Linked DNA regions of Mus musculus: region 2 is linked to region 1. A link is a contact called in public promoter capture Hi-C data. All regions are on one chromosome and are shown on one strand. Each heading gives the region's core, a stretch centred on a gene start, on an enhancer-like site or on the middle of the called end of the contact. The rest is flanking DNA. Distances are from core to core; before and after follow the strand shown.

Region 1 (5,370 bases), core at 903-3,402:
GAGAATAAGTGAGTGAGTATTGAGACATCAATCTTAAATGGAATGGTGTTTCAACCTTCCACCCCTCTCCCACACTCCCGAAGGTTCATGGGTAGAGGGTACAGAAAGAATGTAAACACAGAGGGTGGGAAGGAGTGTTGTCAAATTTTGTCTTCTGCAAATGGTATTCATGAATTCACTCAAGATATGGTTACCTGAACAAGACCTACCTGAGCAAGCCAATACAAATAGTCACCATGTGAGAAGGCAGCACTAACTAACCGGACTCAGAGAGGTACATGAAGTTAGGACGGGAACATATTGGGGTGTGCCCAGGGCAAGTATATGTGTGGGGGGAGCAAGGAGTTGTGGGTAGGTATATGTGTGTATATGAAACTGTCAGAGAATAATGAAAGATTTAAGAGTGAAAAGGTTAAATGATAGCTCAGAAAAATACAAGAAAGAAAAAGGGGGGGGGGGCTGATATAGTTGAGTGTCAGCATTATTTCCCCAGAGGCTGCTTTATGAGTGACTATAGTATTAACAATATTAGTATTTTCCAGGAATGGTCGTTCATGCCTGCAAGTCTAACACTTGGGAAGTGACGACTGAAGGATCAGGAGGGAGTTCAACGCTGCCTTCAGCTACATATTGAGTTGGAGACCAGCATACCTCAACTCCTACATGCAAAATCGTATGTTGATGTACCTTGGGTACTCCGTGGCTTAATCAAACAAGAACAAAACAATAAAGTGTATGTAAGAAATGTCAACTTTGAGAAATTTAAAGTATGTCACAAAGAAGAAATGATAAGATTAAAGCAAACAAAACAAAACAAAATAAAGAAAATAACTTTAAAAGCTATGCTAAGCAGTGAGTTTCCCATTATGAACAACCTATAAATTGTCAAAATCTGACATCTATGAGCTTTTGGTGTGTTTTTATTTTTGCAGTTATGTATATATTTGAAATAGCATGTGATATAGGCCAGGCAAATCTGGAACTCAGTCGATAGCTGAAAATGACCTTGAGTTCTGACCCACCTATTTTCATCAGCCCAAAGAAGGGATTGAGGGTGAAGGCATTCTAGAACACAAGTCCAACATACCATATCCTAAGTCACCACATCTATAGGGTCGTGCATGCATTTAAATGCTGGGAGAAACTTTAAGCCTGCTCTTTCTCCCTGAAAGTTGGCACAGTTATCCCTGATTTCAGGAACTTGACACAGTTCCTTCAAGCTTGTAGGATTCCTAAGAGTGGCATGAGACTAGAATCCCAGTTTTTATCGCCTGTTAGAGAACTGTTGTCACTCAGACCATCCAGCTCAGGAAGGAACCATGGTGAGAGGCAGCGAGGCAAGAAGACAGTTCAGGTTCGTTAGCCCAAGAAGGTGGGAAGTACAAGGTCTCTCTAAAGTGTCTTGCTGCTCTCTCAAGCCAACTTTCTTCAGTCTGAGCTTGGCTTCCTTTCTTGCTCTCCTCATTTGACATGGCATCATGGCCCACCCACTTTAGTGTCAGCCTTTTGGAGGCTTGTTGCAAACTGGGTAACCCACAGTCCCACTCTGGAACTCAGACGTCAAGGACGTATCTATAATCTCAACCCCAGCTTGACACTCGCTTCCTTCATTTCCATCAAGAGCCTCATCCCTCAGACGTCCGCCTCCCTTCTTCTGCTCACAGCCACTTAACTCCCTCCAATCCCCAAACGTGGTATTTGGCTCTGCAACCAACCCCCGCTCTTCCTGGGGGAAACCTGGCCCTGCACCGCCAGCCTGGCCCACACTACCCCCTTGTCCCTCGACCCGGCAGTGCCCCTCCCTCACTCCTCGATGTCACCCGCGTCCTTCTCAGCAAGGGCCGCCCCTCGGCCTCTTGCTGCACGCGCGGGAGCCCCCTTCCTCACCCGGCGATCACAGTCCCGATGAGGTACAGCAGCAACAGGCAGAAGGTGCTCAGGTTCTGCGGGGCCATGGCGTCCCCTGGTCCTACCCTCTCAGCCTCCGGTGCCGCTGCGTCGGCTGACCAGCCCTTCCGGCCCAGGGAGGCCGCCTCACGCCGGGGTCTCTCTCTTGCCCGGCCGCGGAGACAGGTAGCGCGCCCCTTCCTCAGCTGCCACCTTCCGGGAGCCCCAGAGCCGGCGAGCAGCCAGGCGTGGGCCAATCGCCGCCGGGGACATCACACGCGGCCGCCACTCCGCAGCCAATCAGCGCGGTACACTTCACCTCCGAGGCGGCGCGGGAAGCCAATCAGACAGCAGAACAGCCGTCGTGTCCGCCGGCCAATGGGAAGAGAAAACGTCAGAGGTTCGCGCCGCCCGGAAGCGGCTGAGAACCGGAGAGAGTTAGGAGCCGAGAAAGAGCGCGCTGCTGTAGGAAACCCGAATGTCCACCAATCGCGAGGCTCCTTCCCGATTCCGACCAATTGCTTGAGAGAGGTCTTACTACCAGTCTGGAAGCTACGCCATGTGCACACGTGACTTGCGAGCGCTCACCGAAGTGCAACCCCAGGAGGTGTCAAAGTACGTGGGGCGTCTTGCCTGGGGATAGGCTCTCCCAGTACTAACTTATTACAGTCTCGCTACCGTGGAAAAGAGGGACCTGGTACCTTGTAGAGACGCCGCCATAGAGACCGACTTAAGTTAAGATTCGGCTTCCAGCACTCCGTAGCGGTGAGGCAGCCCCATCTCCACCCCACTTTCGAACCTGTTTTCTACAGAACTAAGGCAAAGCGTTCTCTGGCAGTGTTGGGAATTAATTAAACTTTTTTTTTTCCTGCAAGTTTCCTAGCAGAATTGCACACAGCAAGCATGCAATCAATAAAAGGCACTAGAGCTTGTTCATCGGTTGCTCTTTTCTCCAGTTTTGTTTACCTCAGACAACTAGTTGTTTAGGACAGCTTCTCAGCTTAGCTTCCTGCATAACCTATTCAGATTTTTATCAGTGAACCGTAATGTGTGCTTGTCCACTATAGCTCCACCTCTGAGTCATAATTATCTCCTGCTTGCAAAGGTCTCATAACCGATCTCCCTGCCTCCAAACTTCATATCTTGATACACTATTTTAAAGTTCCTCTGCTCTCCACCCTATGATTGTGTGCACTCGGGAGCGCACTAGGGAACCTGGAGATCACAGATTAGACTAGGCTGGTGGACCCAGGAGCTCGAGAACCGTCTCTGTCTCTTGAGTGCTGGGAATCCAGGACGTTGTTGTTGCAGTTGCTACAATGGGCGGAATTCAAGACCCCCTGTTTGTATGGCAAGTAAGTGGCAAGCTTTATGGACTGAACTATCCCCAGCGCACTCCCGCTTTTTAAAAACTATGTCAAATCATCCTCTCCTGCTTAAAACCTTTAGTGGCTTTTCATTGCACTCAAAGTAAAAGGCCAAGTCTATGGTAACTTACAAAGCTGTCTAATTTAATGATATATATCCTCACCTATTAAATATCGTAGCATGTTCCAGAATAATCAACTCCCTTCCTTTTAAAAATGTTTCATTGTGTATAGTCATTGTATATGGTACTTTCTTGTATAGTCAAACTGTATAATGTATATATTTTTACCTTTTTCTCTCTGTGCTGTTATTCCTTTTGTTTCTCTAGGTGATTTGGCATTGCCATATACACATATGTGATTTTAAGTACCTATATAAAATCTAGGAGCCACACATTGAGATAAAACATGTATTTGTTTCTCTGAGACAAGATAGTCATCTAGACAAGATAGTTATCTCCAGTTATATCCATTTTCCTGTATACAACAAAATTGCATTCCTAAATTTTTGCTTGTGAGCCTAACCTTTAATGGTTAAGCCATCTTTTGTATCCTATAGCTGCATTTTCTATGGTTTGGAAGAAAACATTGTACATAAGCCACATTTTCTTTATTCTCTTGTTGAACTCCTAAGTCCATCCTGTAAGTTAGCTATTGTGAATAGTGCTGGAACAAACATTGATGTTTTGCCAAAACCTCAATGAGAAAGAAAAAGGTTTATTTTGATGTTCATGGGTGCTGTGATGGTTTGTATAGCCTTGGACCAGGGAGTGGCACCATCTGAAGGTGTGGCCTTGTTGGAATAGGTGTGACTTGGTTGGAATGGGTGTGTCATTGTGGGTGTGGGTATAAGATCCTCACTCTAGTTGCCTGGAAGTCAGTCTTCCACTAGCAGCCTTTGGATGAAGACGTAGAACTCTCAGCTCTGCCTGCACCATGCCTGCCTGGATACTGCCATGCTCCCACCTTGATGATAATGGACTGAACCTCTGAACCTGTAAGCCAGCCCCAATTAAATGTTGTTTTTATAAGACTTGCCTTGGTCATGGTGTCTGTTCACAGCAGTAAAACCCTGACTAAGACAGGTGCTTTGCCTACATGTAACCTAGTGAGTGCATGCCTTTTTGCTCAAAAAGGCCAGAAGAGGATGGAGAATCCCTTGGAATTGAAGTTGATGAGTTAGTGTGTGTTCTATAGTTCCTCTCGAGGAGGTTTCTAGTTTTAGTCTATTGATGACAGATTACATAATGAGATTATTTCATTTTTCCTGTGTTTGTTAAGGCTTGCTTTGTGTGTTGTTATGTGCTGCATCTTACATGTTCTATGAGATATTGAGAAGACTGGGGGTGTTTGTAGATGGTCTGGTAGGTCTATGTGATGTAGGATGCTGTTGAATTCTGCTGTTTATTTGTTGTCAGGATAGCCTGTGTACTGACAAGAGTGGGGTCTTTAACTCTTCCATTATTGTGCTAGAGCTAATCTGTGTCCACATCTATTCTCTGTCTTTCTTTTATAGAATATTTACTTTTTAAAAGTTTATTTTTATTTTATGTGCATTGGTATTTTGCCTGCATATATGTCTGTGAGGGAGTCAGACCCCCTGAAACAGGAGCTACAGGCAGTTGTGAGCTGCCACGTGGGTGCTGGGAATTAATTTGGGTCCTTTGTAAGAACAGCCAGTGCTCTTAACTTCTGAGCCATCTTCTCAATCAATCCTATCTGTCTCTATTTATAGTAGTATCTGTTTTATATAATTGGGTGGTCTGTGTTTTGGGAATATATGATTTGTAATAGTAACATCTTCTTGATTGATTATTGCTGACTAAAAGTGACCTTATCTTTTCTGAATAGATTTGGTTGAAATATAGTTTGTCAGATACTAAATTAGCAACACCCATCTGTTTTTTTTTTTTGAATACCTTTTTCCATTCTTTCTCCCCAAGGTGGTTAGTAGTATCTGTCGTTGATGGTGAGATGCATTTCTTGGAGGCAACAAAAAAGGTAGATCTTACCTACCTCTTTTTAATCCAGTCTGCTAGCCTGTGTCTTTTGATTGGGGGATCAAGATAATAGAAATTCAATTATCAATGAAAATAAGTATTACTCTCCATCATTT
Region 2 (5,370 bases), core at 1,241-3,740, about 21 Mb before region 1:
GCTCAAATGAAGACTGTAGGAAATAGATACAAACTATTAATGCATAGCAATAGCTTCAGCAACACTACTGTCTTTAAGCTGTCTTCTCACTAAAGCATATGGAAAGGTAGCCTTCATCCTTTCCTCCCAACTTTTCACTGGCAAGTTCAGCACTGACTAGCAGGGAACGCGCATTAAACCACAGGAGAAGAAACAGGAGGCCTTGTCTGTGACATCCTTATCACTCCTGGCTACCTTGAGATTGTAATGTACTAGGTCTGTAGTCTAGGCATCAGCATTTTTTTTTTTATGTCTTAGTTCTCCAGGGCTAAGAGTCAACGTATAGAAGTATGTATTCTATATTCGGGTATAGAAACATTACTTCTCATGAAACCCATACAAACACTGTTTAGTTCACCTCTTTCTGCCATTTTCTGCTTAACGACTGTTATGGTCCTTTCTTTTCCTGTTTGTAGAAGTAGCCAGATGCCTTCCAGTCCTTCCTACACCTGAGATGTCTGATAAAACAGGAGTGGGGGGTGTGGAACAAAACTACTCAACTTGTACTGTTGTACCAAGCCTAAAACGAACGAAACAAATTAATCTCTACCCAGATCAGTCAGCTATTAACCTGAACTGAGAAATGGAGACCACAGGGAGCCTCCTCTGTTCTCTGACATCCAGAAGCTCACAGAACTCTAACAGCCACTGAGTAAGCAAGGGGATTTGCTTTGCAAAAATATTCGGGGTTTGTTTTTTTTTTTTTTTAAAACAACGGGACAAGAAACCAATCAACTGGCACAAGAAAGTTGCTGTAAAGGGTATAATATCCTCCCTCACTTACCTAACACTTCACCTTCATCTCACCTTACACACAATTAATGCAGCTGTTCTGTCTAAATAACTGTCATGGCAACAAAGAAAGAGCTGATCTTATTCAAACACAGTTGAATTTCAAGGCGCTCATGGATTTTACTTTATCCTCTAGACAGTAATAATGAGCACTATCAGGGGGGAAAAATCCCTCTTTTTGTAGTTCTAAGTTGTCCCAATTTTTTTTTTTTTTTTTTTTTTGCCTTGCATCATCAAATCTATATTCATATGCTATTTCGGGCCCCATCTATTATGCAATGGAGCAACCTCAGTTTCCACTCACTAATGCTCTGGCCTGTGCCCTCTGGTATCTGGAGCATGGTTTTCACTAAGCGGAATGTGCCCTGTGCACACAGCTGCTATATTTAGGATAACCCACAAGAATGATTACCTGGGGCCCCCACAAAAGCCACTCGTCTAAGAGGATTTTTTTTTCTTTTTACAGGAAAGTAAAACTGAAAGGTAAGAGCAGCTGGTGAAACTGCTCTGCTGCTGAAAGCTGAAGCCCCTCCATTTCAATACTCTCCTTTACATTTAAAGCATCTATTTTTGTGACTGTTAAGAGGTATTCTGGAAGGCACACTTGGTGTGGCTGTGACTTTGCATGGCTGTGACTTTTGTAATGTTCCAAGTTTTAAATGGTGTCTCTTTTATTTTTAATTACCCCCCACCCCCACCCCAATTCTTCCTCAACCTCCTGATGCCTTTAGGTGCTAATACACAGAAGAGGTAAGAGATACAGGGAGGCTCTAACTTTGAATGCTCGTGAAATTTAGAGATAACCATATGGATAAAGTATTGAGATACAACCATCTGGACTTCTGGGTTCATTTTAGATACCTTGTGTAAAACTGGAAAGGGAAAGATATAAGGGATAACGTCAGAGAATTTCGTGTGATGATTTTTTTTTTCCTTTTAAAGACCCCTTAACTCAGATTTGAAGGGGGCAGAAGAAAATGTGCGGAAAGTTTCCTAAAATTGGTGGCAGAGTAAGGATTAGGGGCAAATTCCCCTCACCATGATGGACACTAGGAGACCTCTCCATAGATAGAAATAATCCTTACAGGATGCAGCCCATCACAGTAGTGAGTACACAGACCCTTTGGCTCCTTAAATCACGCTACCTAGGGCTGTGCAGGCTCTAGGGTAGCCAAGGCCAGGTAAGGATGCCCCCGGGGGAAGAGTGAGGAAGCGCAGGGCGGGAAGCGGCTGGCTTCAGGACTGTGTGGCGCCTAGGGCCGGCCCATGTTCCTCAAAGCTCCCGACTGGGATCACCTTGAGATTCAGCTTCCTTGATAACCGTTTCCAGCGACTCAGCTCCATCTTCTTCTTTGAGGCGGACCCTCCCTGGGGCGCCAGCAGCACGTTTTGCACTCTCGGGCCTAGACTTCGGCCACAACAGAGACAACTGCGCCTCCTCCCAGACTGCTTTCAGGTGGTTCTGGGAGTTGTAGTTCTGCCACCTAGCAGCTAGACAGGGGTCAGACATTCCGGAACTACTACTCCCAGGAGGCGTTGCGCGGGAAGCTTGCTTTCACGCTGTTACTATGGCATCGGCGGAGGTCACTGGGCTTCTTTAGCAGGGCCTTTGCGTAATTCTGGCGCTTGGTGATGACGCAGAAATTCCGGATTGGCTCTGCGGCGGAGACCGTGGTTTAGTGGGCCAAGGGTTCTACGAGTCGGAACACGTGTTATCTCTTGCGAAGAGTTTAAGGGTCCTGAGGGTGCGGAGTTGTGTTATCAACCGGTGAGTGTTCCTTTTCCTTGTTGAGGGAGGGTGAATAGCGCCCACTTTTTTTTTTTTTTTATTGCGTTGCAGTCTTGTTCCCACCTCGTCATTACTTGGTTTCTTGTTGGTCTAGGCTTTTGCCAGCTCCGAGTCTCCCAGTGTGATTGCCAGTTACAGTTCAGAAAGAAAAGGACCTCCGTTCTCCTGGCCTCTGCCAGAGAATGAGCTTCTCAGCTGCAAGTTTTTCTGAGTTTAGCAGTTACTTGGGAAGCTATACGAATAGGAAAGTCTAGGGCTCCTGGGATGGCTAATGGAACTAAGGGAAAATTGAATCTAAATAGCCATGCCTGGATGTTGTCATGAACAGCCCACTGAAGGCGTGTGTGCTTTCAAGGCAGGGCAGAAATTCAGAACTGGAGCTTTGGACCCGGCCACTTGTTGGCAATTCAGCTTACTTACTGGCAAAATGGGATTGTACCTAAACCCTGGGAGTATTGTAATGATTGAAAAAGCAACGTGTGTAAAACATTCTGCCAGGGAATCTAAACCAAACTATAAACTGGTGGAAATATGATAAGGAAAGCTGTGCCCCATAGACCTAGCACCTGCCCTCTAACTTGAGTGTGAACCAGTAAGAACATTGTTGAATGGGCTGTGTTACGTTCAGACTTTCCGCTGTCTCAATGGTAGTTAGTTCTTTTGGAAGAGTTAGTTTCATGGCGATTTTTTGGAAGGTGTGCCTATTTTTTCCTGAATGAAAAGCAGAGTTCAGAGAAGTGCATATAATACAGTGTGTGTCCATTTTTGGAGAACAAGTGTGTTTAAATGTTTGGATGAGTCTGGAGAAAGGCTGTCAATTTGGAGAAGATGGCTTAGAGGTAGAGGGGCAAGATGGGAAAAGAACAATTACACTGTAGCAAAATGGGAACTATCACAGTTAATATGGAAACATTGTATTTGACAAATTTCAGTTTCTTTTAAGCCACTAGCCTATATTATAGCCTCTAAAACTAATACATCTATAATTCCAGTAACAACTCTGCCAGTTACTACTGGTAACTGTCTTAGTCACTGTTCTGTTGCTGTGAAGAGACACCATGACCAAAGCAACTGTTATAAAAGAAAACGTTTGATTGAGGGCTTGCTTACAGTTTTAGAGGTTTAGTCCATTATCATCACAGCAGGAAGCATGTTGGCATGCAGGCAGACGCCTGAGCAGTAGCTGAGAACTGCATTCTCATCCATAGGAACAAAGAGAATTGGCATGTACTTTTGAAACCTAAAAGCCAGTGACACATTTCCTCCAACAAGTCCATAACTCTTATCCTTCTAATCCTTTCAAATAGTACAACTCCCTGGTGACTAAGCATTCAAATATATGAGCCTGTGGGGGCCATTCTTACTCACACCCCACAGCGACTTTATTAGCTTCACTTGACTAGTTTATAAAATAAAGGTGAGTAGGGTCTGTGTTGTATTTGTTTTGAGGGTTAATGTAGTTAATGTATCAAGCATGGTAAGTACCCAATAAATGTAACTACTATGATTGTTAGGCCTTTCAATGGATGAAGTTACCATTTGCTTTTTTTGTTGTTGGGGTGGTGTCTCATTCTGTAGCCCTGTCTGGCCTGAAACACACTCTAGAGTCAGGCTGGCCTCAAACTTAACAGAGATTTGCCTGTCTCTCTGCCTCCCAGGTGATAGAATTAAATTATGTGCCAGCATTCTCTGCTGGATCCTTCCTTCCTCCTTTTCTTTGTTTCTTAAAGGTTTATTTTTCTTTTCTGTGTATGAATATTTTTGTGTACATGTATATATGTATACCACAAGTGTGCATGGTACCCTCAAGTGAGAATAGGAAACCCGATCTTCTAGAACTGGAGTTACAAGTGATTGTAAACTGCCATGTGCTGACTAGGGACCAGACCTGGTTCCTCTGCACCAATAGCAAGTTCTTTTAACCACCGAGCCAGTTCCCCAGACCTGCATCTTATATTTTTGATGTGCCTCATTGGGTTTATCTCTTTCTTATTTATTTTTTTAAACTTTCATTGGATAATTGGATATTTCTTCAAATTTCTTCTGTATTTCTTTCTAACAGGTTTGGATAGCATCATCCATTCCCATGAGGGATATTTCCAAACTCTTAACACATGTGCCTAATAAAGTTTAGTATTGTTAGTGTATCTCTCTCTCTCCCCTACCAATTAGGGAAAGAATTTTAAAATATTGCGACATCCATCATTTCTGAATCAGCTTGGTGCATCGAATTGTTTGGAAGTTCTTCATAGTCTCTTTCTATGTGTACATAATTGGTAACTTTATATGGGGAAGGTGGGAGAGAAATGGATGTTTAATATTTACAAATCTCTATAGTTCCCCCACCCCCCAAATTGATCATCTCACACTTGCTGCATTCAGTTGCCAAATTTGGGACATCTGTCCATAAAGATAATCCATTCAAACAACATATAAAAATAAAAATTCTTTCTTACTGACAGATGAAGGCAGATTGGCATTAGCAGTGTTAAGGCAGGGAGTTGTCAGAAATACAAATTTGCTCACTGCCTGTCAGTTTTCCCTGCATCCTAAGGTCCTTCCTTAGGACCCCTAAATACTTAATCTGTAAGAGTGAAAAGGACAAGTCCTGCAATATAAGGGACTCACAGTAAGTAGAGGGGGCGGGCCACGGTGATAAAAGCAGATGAAACCATTTGATGCTGTTGCTTGGGTCGGTGATTACATCACTTCCAGATGATGTTTTAAAAGTGCCCTGTGGTTGCTGGAGG

The links. Promoter capture Hi-C pulls out the DNA fragments that hold promoters and counts their contacts.
Region 2: a contact with region 1 is called in a promoter capture Hi-C map of pre-B cells, with 6 times the contacts expected there. The contact joins the promoter of Qtrt2 here to the promoter of Dnajb11 in region 1. A contact is called at or near these places in 1 of 39 promoter capture datasets (pre-B cells) and 1 of 484 Hi-C or Micro-C datasets (CD4 T cells).

Annotation. Positions count from the first base shown.
Region 1 is chr16:22,854,627-22,859,996 of GRCm38.p6, reverse strand. It overlaps Dnajb11 (DnaJ heat shock protein family (Hsp40) member B11), which reads right to left and starts at 2,152. Exons shown (of 10, transcript NM_001190804.1): 1 at 1,888-2,152. The coding sequence starts at 1,955. It overlaps Tbccd1 (TBCC domain containing 1), which reads left to right and starts at 2,328. Exons shown (of 8, transcript NM_001081368.2): 1 at 2,328-2,652.
Region 2 is chr16:43,886,796-43,892,165 of GRCm38.p6, reverse strand. Qtrt2 (queuine tRNA-ribosyltransferase accessory subunit 2) reads left to right here and starts at 2,490. Exons shown (of 9, transcript NM_001356329.1): 1 at 2,490-2,599. It overlaps Ccdc191 (coiled-coil domain containing 191), which reads right to left and starts at 2,264. Exons shown (of 16, transcript NM_027801.1): 1 at 2,128-2,264. The coding sequence starts at 2,175. Gm25989 (a small nucleolar RNA gene) reads left to right here and starts at 5,352; the gene lies at 5,352-5,370.